Regions from separate parts of the Mus musculus genome. Here region 1 is linked to region 2. A link is a contact called in public promoter capture Hi-C data. All regions are on one chromosome and are shown on one strand. The core of a region is the stretch at or near the end of the contact, and the rest is flanking DNA. Distances in the headings are between cores, read along the strand shown.

The links. Promoter capture Hi-C pulls out the DNA fragments that hold promoters and counts their contacts.
Region 1: a contact with region 2 is called in a promoter capture Hi-C map of neutrophils. The contact joins two enhancer-like sites. A contact is called at or near these places in 4 of 39 promoter capture datasets (frontonasal cranial neural crest, hippocampal neurons, neutrophils and 1 more) and 1 of 115 datasets of contacts at active chromatin or transcription factors (large pre-B cells).

Annotation. Positions count from the first base shown.
Region 1 is chr7:83,657,291-83,663,823 of GRCm38.p6, reverse strand. Il16 (interleukin 16) reads left to right here. Exons shown (of 19, transcript NM_001360087.1): 11 at 673-760; 12 at 2,539-3,026. Among named protein-coding and RNA genes, the nearest start is that of Stard5, 29 kb to the right of the region's middle. Within about 2 kb of position 4,298, at least 149 of the 459 cell types and tissues checked have an H3K27ac peak or open chromatin away from gene starts, as enhancers often do. A contact at or near this core is called in neutrophils, where this site is marked.
Region 2 is chr7:83,084,240-83,091,659 of GRCm38.p6, reverse strand. No RefSeq gene overlaps it. Among named protein-coding and RNA genes, the nearest start is that of Gm36817, 51 kb to the right of the region's middle. Within about 2 kb of position 1,844, at least 57 of the 459 cell types and tissues checked have an H3K27ac peak or open chromatin away from gene starts, as enhancers often do. A contact at or near this core is called in neutrophils, where this site is marked.

The DNA of each region.
Region 1 (6,533 bases), core at 3,049-5,548, 570 kb before region 2:
GAAGTCTTGTCATTTACAAGAGCGGTGTGTGCTCTTAACTTCTGACCTGCCCCTTCTGCCTAGGAGGTTTATTTATTGTTTTTATCTTTTGTTTCTCACATTACCCTTAATTTATTTTGTAAAATACACTCTTTCTACACTGTGAAGATTTTGTTGTTATAGTTTACAGAACAAGAAATTGAGATTTAGAAGGTTAAGCTGTGTGTCTTAGAGTCTGTGTCTAGTCTACGAAGAAACTGGGATCGGGGTATAACTCTGCTTGATTCCTAGACTCACACTTGACTGTTATTTTACTATATGTGTATGGGTGTTCGCCTGCTTCTGTCAGCGCACTGTGTTCATGCAGTACATAAGGAAGACAAAAGGGGGTGTCATATTCCTCGATACTACAGTTATAAATAATTGTTCGCCACCGTGGGAGTTTTGCAGTGGTAAGAAGAAGGTTGGAGGAAGAACCAAGGTGATCACTGGTGACACCTTTATTGATGGACACTGATCTACACCAGGAAGACCCTGGGGACAGGGTGTTGCTCAGGGCACTTCCAGAAGCTGATTGGTCAGCTCTTGCAGAGTGGAAAGTGAAGCCATGCATGGACAACAGCAGGTTCAGACTTTGGAATCTGCTGCGCCTGCCTTTGCTTCTTGCTTGAGGTGGTCGTGGATGTTTTCCAGGTTTCTGAACAGCAACTCAAGGAAGCTGTGGCTCAGGCTGTGGAAGGCGTCAAGTTTGGGAAGGACAGGCACCAGTGGAGCTTGGAAGGTAAGGGAAGTGGTGAAGGTTGATTTGAGAAACTTTATCTCCTGAGAAAGCTTGGGGTTTGGCCATTAACCCGCCCTCTACCTCAGCACTATGAGAGCAGTCTTGGTAAGTGTGCTTGATACTAGATGATAGTTGAAAGGCAGGAGCCTGCCAGGGAAATTTGGCTCACATTTTTTTTTCCTGCGTGGGCAAATTTAAAAGTGGCAGATGCTCCGCAGTCAGTTCCATCCCTTTCATTGTCTGCCAGAGGTAGCTGTAGGCCTTGCCTAGATAGTGCCCCAGTAGGCTTCAAATTTGCAGTCCCTACTCTGTAATAATAAGCACTGGTAATTACTAATTAATCTTAATGTAATGTATTATTTCACTACATCCTCACATCTAATTTTTATGTACATATTATCAAAATAAGCAAGGCCCTGGAAGATGCCTTGCCAGTCATGTTACCAGTCCATGGAAAAACTGGTCAGGGACCTGGCTTGCTAGGTGGTTCCTGTGCTTAGCCTTTGGGCATTAGCCAGGTCACCTTGGAACATCCATATGCAAGGACAACCTGATATTGTCAAGGAAGCTGAAATATGTGGGAAAATATTCAGAGGAGATGGCAGGACCCCATTTTATTTCCGCTATGTCCTACTCAGGGCTCTACACATCCCATATGCACAGAAGCACAGGGGAGTGACAGGGAATCCCTCCCATCCCCAACACTGTCACTCGCTGTTCTTAATAGTGGAAGAGGAGAAGATGATCAGATGCAGGGGGATGTTAGCTTTTATGCCTTCCTTCAGTGATTTAGGTCTCTCAAATAAAGATGTGTTATTCTGTGACCAAGATAGAGCAAAAGCTTTTCCTTTAAAGTGTGTTTGGACTGGAGTCTCACTCACTTTGATGTTTTCTCATAAGGGTCCCTTTAGCTCTCCTGGTTCTACTGAATGAATCCATAAGTCACTAGGTCTCTGTGGCTCCCATTGCCTTGAGTTGCAGCTTCAAGAAAGGGGTACCTGTGACCATTTGTCACTAGGAAGAACTAGAAAGCATCTTAGAGATGTGCCAATGCCACTGTTCAGGAAACCATGGGTGTGGAGTAAGAAAGGAAGGGAGGCAGGCGGGCTGCATCTGCCCCTCTTTTGTTGGAAGATGGTACCCCTTCAGGTGTAAGGTTCAAAGCACCTCCAAATGTTTTCTTTCTTTGCTCTTGAACTTCAAAGAGAGCTTAGCAGGTAGAACTGCAGCTCCTTTCACACAAGCAGAAGTGGAGTGTTAGGCTCATCCCAGATAGCGCGTAGCACATAAGATATAATTTAGATTTCCTTGGGATCTGCTCCTATAGAGGGAGTTTAATAGAGGAGTAGAGTTTGGTGGAACTGAGATCAGACAGTGCTGGGGCTCTGCAGCTAGCATGATCTACTCAAGTCAGAATGAGTTGGCAGGAATGGGTAGATCTGTATAAACTGCCCTCACCTCCACCAGACCCTGAAACTAAAATCCCTCCCACATTGGCATGGTAGCTCACCAGTCTTCCCACAATTGGGGCACTGAGCTCTTGCATGAATAGTAATGCTGTGTGGTATGAGTGGTGTGTCCCTGTGGCTGTCACATGCAGGCTCAGAAAGGTTGAATGATGCTCTTAACTCAACGTTAGAAAACTCATCGGAGTCTGAACCCAAGGCTACCCAGGCTACGAGTCTTCTACTAGAGCAGTTGGATGCACAGGGTGCTGCCTGTGGTCCACCTGGTCTTTTGAGGCTCAGTTTGAATGTTTCCTTGTGCTTACCATGCAGGTGTCAAAAGGCTGGAGAGCAGCTGGCATGGGCGGCCTACCTTGGAGAAAGAACGTGAGAAGCACTCAGCGCCCCCACATCGAAGGGCCCAGAAGATCATGGTCCGATCCAGCAGTGACAGCAGCTACATGTCTGGGTCACCAGGGGGAAGTCCCTGCAGTGCAGGTGCGGAGCCACAGCCTTCTGAGAGGGAAGGCAGCACACACAGTCCCAGCCTGTCCCCAGGGGAGGAGCAAGAGCCGTGCCCAGGGGTCCCATCCAGGCCTCAGCAGGAGAGCCCACCCCTTCCTGAGAGCTTGGAAAGAGAGAGCCACCCACCACTGAGACTGAAGAAATCTTTTGAGATTTTGGTGAGAAAGCCGACATCCTCCAAACCCAAGCCTCCACCCAGAAAATACTTTAAAAATGACAGCGAGCCTCAGAAGAAACTGGAGGAGAAAGAGAAGGTCACAGACCCTTCTGGGCACACCTTGCCCACCTGCAGCCAGGTAGGAGGGTGTGCTCAGTGGGACGTGTGTCCCCTGCAACATGCAAAGCTGCTGCCCTTGAGCATTAGAAATGTCTGCAGGCTTCCTGTACTCTGGCATAGAGAAGCACTCTCTTTAAGCTCACTGTGCAGAGACATATGAAGCTTCGCAGAACCAAACCGGAAGTTCCGGGCCTGCCAACTGTTGGCAGTAACACTCGCGGGTCACATGGCTCACGCGCTGGTGTATCAGCAGCAGGGTTACTTTGTGGTGGGGAGGCTGAGTCCAGGAATCTGAGATGCTCTGCTAACCACAAGTAGTCACCCCAATAGCTAAAGCAGAGGGAGAATGATTGCTTGTGGGAGTACAAGATGTTCGCGAGAAATTAACTTTGCCTTCTGGAGGTGGGGAGACTCGGAAACCATCCTCTCTAAGTCTAGGTGTCCTTAGCTGCTACTTTGGGCTTTTTGAGTGGCTCCCTCTACAGGCTGTTGTGAGACTTAGATCTTCCCTTCCGTATATTGAAGACTCCAGCACCATAACTTCTCTTGGAGCTTCTTCCTCTAGCTTTACACCCAAAGGATGGTAGGTAGACAGGAAGGCAGCTGCTGAAACTTGAGCCCTTTCAACAAAGGACACTGTTTTAGGGTTTCTATTACTGTGAAGAGCCACCAAGACCATGGCAACTCTTATAAAGGACGTTTAATTGGACTTACAATTTCAGAGGTTTAATCTATTACTGTCATTGTGGAAAACATGACATCAGGTAGGCAGACATGGTTCTGGAGGGGCTTTGTTTTACATCTTGATCTACAGGCAGAAGGAGACTGCCACACTGGGCATAGCTTGAGCATATAAGACCTCAAAGCCCGCCTCCACAGTGACATACTTCCTCCAACAAAGCCACAACTACTCTAACAAAGCCACACTCCCTACTAGTGCCAGTGCCTATTGGCCAAGCACTTAAACACACAACTCTATGAGGGCTGTCCCTACTCAAACCACCATAGGCATTATGCTAGATATGTTCACGCACGTTGTTTTAGTTCATCCTTCCCCGGGTCTGAGGGTGAGATTCCCAGTTTCACAGAAGAAGAACTTACTTAAGTTTGTGTTGCTGAGGCGTGCAGTGAAGGCTGCTAGGGGTGAAGTAAGGCCTCTGGAAATCCCCTAGAAGAAAGCAGGAGATTTGTCAAACTGCCCATTGACAAGCTTCAGTGAGGTGGATGGGGAAGGAAATTCTTGAGTTCCTTGGTGAAGACACAGTGAAGGAGGAGCTGTGTTACCAAACAGGAAGTACAGACTTTCAGGCAGCTGAACGTGCCGGGCTGACTAGCAACCAGAGAGGGCGGGGTATCCTGTGAATGTGTTTCCCTGACTCCCCCTTCAGCAAACACTTCATTTGGATCTGAGGCAGAATCTAGAAGGCAAACCAGAAGGAAATGTTGAAAGGGTAGACATTTTGCTTTCCTCCTGCAGACCCAGGAAAGGAGAACAGGTGCCTTGATGAATCTCTTTGGCTTCCTGATTGGGTGGGGCCACATGTCGGGCAAGGAGCATTGCCAAGTAAGACAGCCAGGGGAGGAAGCAGGTGTTCTGTAGGGAAGGCCAGGCAAGGAGCCAAGGTATTTAAGACAGCACACAGACAAATATAAACACATGTATGTGCGAGCATGTGCACTCTCTCTCTCTCTCTCTCTCTCTCTCTCTCTCTCTCTCTCTCTCTCTCTCTCTCTCTCTATCTCTCTCTCTGATTTCTCTGTTCAGCATCCCACATCTTGAGCAATCTGCCCTGCCTTTGGCTTCCTTCCCTGTTCACACCAGCAATATGGTCCACACTAACACAAAGGCCGTTCTGTGGCTGCTCTTTTGTCCTCTCTGCATCATCCCACATGGCCAGTAGACCCTTCTGTAACTTATTCACTCAACCAACAGAGCATTGTTGTGCTGGCAGAGAGATCACAAAGACAGGCTTCTAGTCTGACAGAAAACAGGAAGCAGTTGACCTTCTACACCATTCTTAACAGCCTTGGCCACTCCCAGACCTTTCTCAATGGATCTTATTGCCTGTGATTCCATTTTCAACCCTTCTTCTCTCTCCCTTTTCTCCCTCTTCCCTTCTTTTTTCCTACCTTCTTCTCTTGTTTCTGTCTGTAGTCTTTTCTCTCTAGGGTCCTAAGACCCTTCTCAAGCAGATATGTACGACAGGTTACATTTAATGTAACTGAAGGTAACCCAATTTCCTGTACCCAAATGACCTTCAAGATACTTCCCATGAACCTGGAGAGATGACTCAGGATCACTGGCTGCTCTTCTAAAAGATCCAAGCTCCATTCCCGCACTTACACGGAGGCTAGTAATCACCGGTAACTCCAGTTCCTGTGGATCTGATGCCCAATCCGGCCTCTGTGGGAGCTCTGTGGGCACCCACACTGTCTTAAAATACCACTCACATTTAAGAAAATGATTTTGTATTCTCTGATTAGTCCCCATCTCTCATCCTCTTGCCTTACCTCCTCCCTCTCCCCTCATTCACCAAGTGCTGAGCCAGGGAACATTTGCCTGAATAAATTTTGTGTAGAAATCAAATTAAGTTTGGGATTAATTTAAAAGACCTTTTCCAAAGATAATGCAACGTAAGAGGTGTTGATTAAAAGGTAAAATGTGGGTTCTGAGAAGACAACTAATCAATAAAGGAGCTCCAGAGAACCATAAGGTCCTGGCCCAGTCCAAGAACCCACATCAAAAACAACATCACAAGACCAACATGGAAAGGCAGAGGCAGGCAAATCCCTGGGGCTGGTAGCCAGCCAGCTTTGCCTATTTGGGGCACTCTGAACCAGCGAGTGACCATCTCAAAACACAGGTATGTAGTTTCTGAGGAACAACACCTGAAGTCCCTTTGGCCTCTACACCCATATACTCACAGGAACAAGGACACATACATACAAGTACACATGAGGAAGAAAAAGGAGAGAAAAAGGAAGAGAAGAGAAGAGGAGAGGAGAGGAGAAGAGAAGAGAAGAGAAGAGAAGAGAAGAGAAGAGAAGAGAAGAAAGGGATAGCCACAAAATGGAATATTTCTCTGCTCTAAAGAAAAGTTAAATAAAAAAAATCAGAAAAAAAGTTTTTTCAGGAAAACAGATGACATAGAATGTATACTATTAACCCAAGCCATAGAGTCTCAGAAGTAAAGCACATGTTTATATGAGAGCATGTTGGATTTAGCCAATACTATATATACACATGTAAACAAATGTGTTGATATATCACACAAAGACAGAAAGAGGAAAGCTGAGTATAAGGGACAAGGAAGGATTGGATGCAGGTGGTGAGAACAAGTTGGAAAGGGGATGGAAAGTTGTAGTGATCATGTGATCGTGGATTTTTCTGCTTTGAGTGGCAAATAAGTACATACATTATATCTGACCCTGGAAATGTAAAATTTAATATGAAGCTTCACGGCTTTCATTTCAAAGCCCAATTCGAATTGTATATAAGTTGTATAGCCTTTGAGTCTGGTTAATT
Region 2 (7,420 bases), core at 595-3,094:
CTTTATGAAATAGCTTCTTAGAGCCTTCACCATACTCTCTGTGCATCTCCAAGGCAGATGATAAAGTGCACCTTCTACCAACTATGTGATGAAGGGGTCCTTTCTTCTTCACGGAATATCTCAAAAGACTAAATCCCTAATACATACTTCTTGGAAGTGCAGGCGAAAGCTGAGAGATGCCATTGCACACCCCACATGGAAGGATTAACCCTCATCCCCTCCCTTCCCTGCCCAGGTACACCTGAGACAGTGTTCGCTTCCCTCTACCATGACCGGGAGACTCCTAAAGTCAGAGCCGCTTCTGATTTATTTTAATAATCTCTGCATTAGCAAGCCAGAACACCTTGCATTCAGTAGACACCCATGTGTTTGATGAAGAAGAAAATGATCACATCTAACCCATTTCCATGTAAGAGCAACAAAGATCCATTAAGAGCAACAAAGATTGGTTATCTGTCCTACCCACCCCCCTTCCCCAATGAAAATCTCGAGCATTCTTTTTGGGTTGTTTTGATGGTGGTGTGGAAAACCAGACAAGGCCTGGATCTCCCATGAGAGTCAGTTTGTTAAAAGTAGAAAGGGCAGAGAGAAAGAGGAAAGAAGTCTTAGAATAGGGCAGCTTTTATGACGGAAAGGGACATCCATTTCCCATGCTATCGAGACAAACAAATGAAAAATAAAACCAAATGGTGACCAGGTAGTGGAGATCCTAGAACTCACCACAGTAATGGCATGAATGTAAAATGGCACAACCAAAGGAGACACGAGAGTGGTAGAAAACAATCAAAATGACAACTTCCAAAAGACCAACAACACAGTCACCACAGCAGCCAGCGAAGCCACTTCCCCACATGCACTCTAAAGAATGAAAACAGTGTATGGGAGCCATGTCTATACACCATAGTCCTCACATCATTCATAGTAGCCAGCAGACAGAGGGGACCTGGGGACCTACTGAAGTATGGTGGCTGGAAAAAGCATGGTCTACACAGTCAATGAAACATTGGTCAGCCTGGGGACAAGAGGAAATGTTGACACAAGTTACAACACAGATGAAACCCCAGGGACAGGACACTGAAAAAAAAAAGCCAAGCAAAGAGAAAAAGCATGCACAGTTCCATATGTACAAGGTGCCTAGAGTGGTCAGCTCCAAGCATCAGACAACAGTGTGTGATCTCCACTATCTTCCACTATCTTCCAGGGATGGGGAACAAAGTATCATTGTTGTTTCACGGATATATAATTTCAGTACTTCAAGAGGAAAAAGCGGCTGGGTGTTAGTTACATAATATCACTGAACTGTGCATTTAAAACGGACTGATGCTAAATTTTCTGCTATGCATATTTTATCACAAATTCTAAAAAAGAGGAATGTTAAAGACATACTAGCTAGAGCCCAGCACCTTACTTATTGATGTTTCATTTTATTTGCATGTGTTTTTGGGGGGGGGAGGTGTTCCAGTGCATGTGCAGAGGCAGAGGACAAGTTGCAGGAGTTAGTTCTCGCTTCTATCCCTTGAGTGCTGAGGACAGAATTCAGGTCATTAGGCTTAAACAGTTTTACCTGGGAGCCCTGCATCTGACACACGGAGAAGCAGAGACTTAAGGACGCATCACAAAGGTGTCAATCCTCGGGGGTTCAAGTGCTATCAAGGCTAGAAGTGCAAACTGTCATTTATTAGTGACATCATGAAGTTTTTCTAAGGAAATGCCAATTGCTTATTAGATTGTCCACCTACTTGGAAATAAAATGGGACTAAGGGCATTTGAGCTGTCACTCCTGAGCTCCCTGGCCACACCCCCGTCTTACATCATCTGCTGCTCTGTGGAACTTCCTATCCAGCTGGTGCCTAGGCCCTCTGGTAGGGAAGAACTCCATAAATGTCCAGTTCTGAATGCATCAGTCTGTACCAGACCCACAAAGGATGACGCTCACAGCAGAGAAACTGCAATTTCCGTTTCTTGCCTGTTTGCTGGATCCATTTCCAGCAGTCTTGGTGAGAGCTGAAATCAAAACCCTGACTTTTATCCAAATCTAGGATAAATCGGCAGCAACTGCTGACGTCCCCCGCCAAGGTGCAAGGCTGCAGTCCTGAAATGTGAGGAGGAACAAAGGCCAGGAGGCTGGAATGGCTCGCCACTGTCTGAAATATCTTGTTACCGTTCCATGGAGTCCCCTGTGTGCTGATTGGGAGGAACCTCCACCAGGGGCAGGGAGCAGCCAGGGGGAATTCAGCAGCTAAACAAGGGGAGGAAGGGGGGCCTCACTAGTTCTCTCAAAGTTCTCCTGAGGTCAAGGGGATTTGCCTGTAGGCAGGAATGTCTGCTGAGAACAAATCTGGCCACAGGTGGAGTTCCCACTGTTCTCTAGAAAATGGGAAGTCTGAGCCAGCTCTGTGTGAGTTACCAGGGGAGCTCCATGCCTACCTCTGTCTGCTGGCTCTGCACTCCTGCCTTCTGGACAATTGACTGATAAGATTTTAAGCTGAAAGAAGGGACCCTGTGTGTGTGTGTGTGTGTGTGTGTGTGTGTGTGTGTGTGTGTGTGTGTGTGTGTGTGTTTGAGTGTGTGTGTATGTGTCACATGCATGTGAAGGCGCTTGTGCATGTTCGTTCACAGGTATGTGAATTCATATACATCAGGAGACTACATAAGGACAGCAGGACAGCATGTGTCCAGCTCTAGTACTCTCTCTCTTACTCCCTCAAGACAGTCTCTCACAGAATCTCAACCTTGCCAATTTTTGGGTAGGCTAGACTGACTGGCCACGGCACCCCTGTCAGGAAACCTCCTGTTTTGACAAGTCTCCCCTCGAGCACTGAAGTTACAGGCATATACAGTCATGCCTAGATTTTACATGAAAGGTGGGGATCTGAACCCAGGCACTTGTGTCCGCACAGCCATCTTATCCACTGCACCATTTTCTCAGCTACTGATATCTCTCAGTAAAATTCATTTTTACTCGTCCAGTTCTCATACCTAAGTGAGCAGTGGAAGATACAACAAAAGGAGTTGCACCACTGGAAAGACACGAAGCTCAAGAAATCCCTGTGAAGGTCTTAAAGGACAAAGGCAGCCTTTTCATTCTGCCCAGTGCCCTGTCATGGGCACATTTGTGTTCCCTTCACACTTGACTAGAAGCCACTGGCCTTGAAGATGATAGTCAAGTTACTTGCAGCTGAGAAAGGTTACAATAGCCACACAATAGCATTAGTTTGTGAGGGCATCGGGGATAGAAGCCTTCTGAGACTCCCCCAGACATCTTGTTTGCAATGTGAGCTGTCTGCACGAAGCACTGTGGCTGCTAGGATGCAAACACACAGTGCAAGCAGGCAGGAGCCCTCTCCCGGGACAGCTGTCGTGCACACATCCATCCAGGTTAACAATAAGACATTCATTTCTATTGCTGTCCAGCAACTAAAGTGAAGAGTAACATGAAATTCACCCATGTCTTATTAACTCTCAAAGCTAAGCACTCAACTAGCCCTGTCCTTTTCTAAAAATAAACTAGAAAATAGCCTTTCAGGGGAAAAAAAAACCTGTCTAGATGTATATCAGCCCTGGTCCTGGTGTTGCCAGTGCACCATCCCATACCCTACCCAGTCTCCTTCCAGATGCAGAAAGCTTTTGTCTACCTACAGCCATGTTCAGCTCTGGGCAAAAGCCAGCCCAGAGCAGGAGAAAGGATGAGCTTGGGGTAGGCAGGGACGGCTTGTCTCCTCTGATGTGTATGGTCATCAAAGCCTGTGCTCTGTAGTCCTGTGTAATCAGGCAAGCATGTGTGTACACATGAACACACACACACATGCACATGTACACACATGCACTCACACAGACACACGCATGCACATATACATACACAAAAACAAGCATACACATACTCACACGAGGCAGCACTCGGAACACACAGTTCAAAGAAGTCAGGCACATATTAAATATCAAGTAAGACATACAAATGAGAGTCTATGCTCTTCTCCTGAATGAGAGTTGAGCTTCAAGTAAGAGGAAGGAAGTAATTTGGAAACCCTCCAAGTGAGGACTGCTTTCTTCTCTAATTCCACCCTGAGGTGTCAGTATTTGATTAGTTTGCCACGATGTGTTACCCTAACCACTCTTTTTTGAAGTGGAGACCATTTGGATTGAATATTATTTTATGTATCAGAAAAAGATCACTTCCAAGTAAATTTTGACATGCTACCAAGTTCCAAGAAATGTTCGAATATGAAGGGAATGACTTAGAAATGATAGAATAATGGGAATTTATTTTAAAGATGGGAGGAGGAGAGAAGGTCGGGGTGGCTACAACTGGCAGTGAACCTCAGACACAAACCCAACTGTATCCAACTCCAAGGTCAAGATTCCTTTTACAGAACAAAAGCTCCACGTTCTACACAGCAAAGCCAAGATCTTAGAACAAACTCAGTAAATAAGCAACCTCCCAGAAGCTACCAGACTACTAATCTAACAGAGTCCATTGCCTCCACAGAGAGCAGCGTTGGGGTCAGGCAACCTCCCTCACCAGGACTGGCTTCTATCTCCTCCCCTCGGCTGTGCACTGAAGGTCCACTGTGTCTCAGCCTGCCCTGACGGCAGGTGCTCCAGGGCAGTGTGGCCAGATAAGTATAAAAGTTCTTGTCTGTTTGTCTAGTCCAGTGGACCAGGATTCTCAGCAGACAGGAACTGATGGTGTTCGGGGACCAATAGACTATCTGTGATGAGTGTATTTCTGCACACTGTGGGTGTTTTCCAGTACCCCAGCTCCACTCAAAAGATATCAATTCCCAGATATTGCCAAAAATCCCTCCAGATATCCTCAATTAAGATCTGGTGTAGCATACAATTTCCAGCCTCTTTAAGACTTAAAAATATTTTCAAGATGTCTCCCTAGTGCTTTGCACCAGCAGTGAGAGTGTGGATGTTTCACCTCCTTCCCATTTAGATACAGGGAAAAGAAACCAGACTTGTGGGAGGGGAAGGCAGGAGGGTCAGGAGTTCAAGGCCAACATCAGCTACCTAGAGAATCTGAGACCAGCCTGTGCTGTACAAAACCCTGACTACAGGAAAGGAAAGTCACACAAGTTTCCATGTGCTTCAAGTCCATTTTGCACTCGGGGTAAGTAGTGTCCAAAGAAGGGTCCTTGTTTCCCATCATGCATTCTGTCAATAGCATGTTCATTTGTCCTTTTTTCTTATTCTACCTGCAACCCACTTCCCAAGGGTCAAGCTGCATGTTTCAACCCTACACCAGGTGCCGTGAGAGGAAGCTTAGCTCTCATTCCCTGGACATACATGAAGCACATGGAACTTGTGCTACAGATTAAAACCCAAAGCCCCTAAAACAAAACATCCCCAGCCACCCCAGTCTAGGCTTGAACCTGCTTCTCTCTTTGACTTTCCCACCTAGAAGCCTACCGGTCTAAAGAATGGCTGGGCTAAATTAAAAGCGCTGTGTAGATTCCAGAGAGTGCATTCCCCTAGATGAGATTTGAGACATTGAGCCGAGTCCTCATTCACTCCTTCAAGTGAGTCCCTGAAGCATGAATTTAGAAAGGACTAAATAGTCTTTGTATGATTTTAATGATTATTGGTTTGTATTTTCTTTCTTGTCAAATTGCCTAGAGGCATGAAGTGTATTAATAACTCTACAGTATGGCTAAGCCAGCTCACTGGAAAATAAAGTCCTACCCTCATCTACACATGAGGCATTTATTCCCATGGTTATGCAAATTACCCTGCAGAATCATAAAGAGAGCCAGCTGAGGTCTGAGAAACTGAGAATATGTAGTCACGAGGAAAGGGTTTCTGTTAAATAGAAAATAATAAATTCTTGACCTGTTTATTCCTTCATTCATCCCTTTATTTATTATTCATTAAAGAAATATTAAGTCCCCATTCCAAGCTAGACACTGCACTAGGGACCGAGGAGATAATAGAAGCAATTCAGGCATGTCCTCAGAAAGCCTGAGCCAGGCTGGGGAAGCAGAAATGAGTGCTACCGAGTGAGGTGGCTATTGTGACAAGGAAAATATAGGCAACGTACACAAGGAAAGGAAGCCATCTGGTCTTGGGGAGATGGGAGATCTGTGGCTGGGATATGAGATCACCACAGACAGGCTCATGAGCTAGGTGCTTGGCCTCCTGCTAGTGGTATTATTTGAGGAGGTGGTAGAAGATGTTAGGAGGTGGGCCCGATGGAGGAAATAGGTCACTGAGGATATGACACACCCAGTCCATCCTGGGATAAACAGCTTTGCACTCGACCATTCCCACAGCCGTGATGTTTTTGCCTCACTACAGGTGTGGATTCTACAGATCCAAGGACTGTAGGCTCCATAACCATAAGACAAAGCAAATATGATTTTCCCTTAAAGGTGTTCTCTTGGTAGGGGTGGAGTGATAGCCTCACAGTTAAGAGTACCCTCTCCTCTTCCAGAGGAGCTGAGTTCAGTTCCCAGCACCGAAGTTGGACTGCTCACAACCACCTGAACTACAGCTCTGGCAGATTGGAGACTCTATCTGGCTTCTGTGGACACCTGAACACACACACACACACACACACACACACACACACACACACACACACACACACACAAGAAAAATAATAAAAATAAGTCTATTTTTAAAAAGATGTTCTCACCTGAGTTTTGGTCACGAAAGCTAAGCAGAGGAGAAGAGGAGAACAGGAAGGTTCCCTGGAAGAAGGAAGCCTTATGTTGAAATTGGAAGGTAGAGTAACTCTGTCGAGCATAGCCAAGCAGTGCAGGAGGAACAAAGTGCTCCAGGCAGAGAGAACTTCCAACCCCAGGCTGTTGCATGCTGACAGGACCTAGGACCCACAGTGACGTAATAAGTTCATTTAAATATGGGAAACCTGAGGCTTGGAACAGAATGAGCTCTAATGCTAACAGCACTCTAGGCTTCCCTCACTCTCAATGGGCTCCCACACTGCCATGACTGGCCAGCCGCTTTCCTCTGATGTGAACAGTCCTGCCGTCATATCAGTGTTCACAGACGAGCTCTGTGTGTAGCTGAGGATGGACATGTGGCTCAGTCACAAACTGTTCCCTCAAGGACTTCAGAGACAACCATTGTAACAAAAGTGAGTTACAAAATGCTCAAAAGGGCCTGAGACAGACCCCAGCCAGTCCCCACTGATGTTAAAAGCTGCAATCAACCAGGGCTTAATCTGAGAGTACTTCTTGTTCACAGTCCTAGAAGCTGTTAAGTCCAAGGCCAAGGTACAAGCAGATACAGCGTCTGGAAAGAGTGCTCTCCCTGGACCTAGATGTCTGTCTTCTCCCTGTGTTCTCATGGGCTACAGAGCTGGGAAGAGTCTGTGCTCTGGTGCGTTGTTTGTTTTTCTGAGAGCACTAGTCCCATTCATGAGGGCTCCACTCTCTTGATATAATTACCTCTGAAA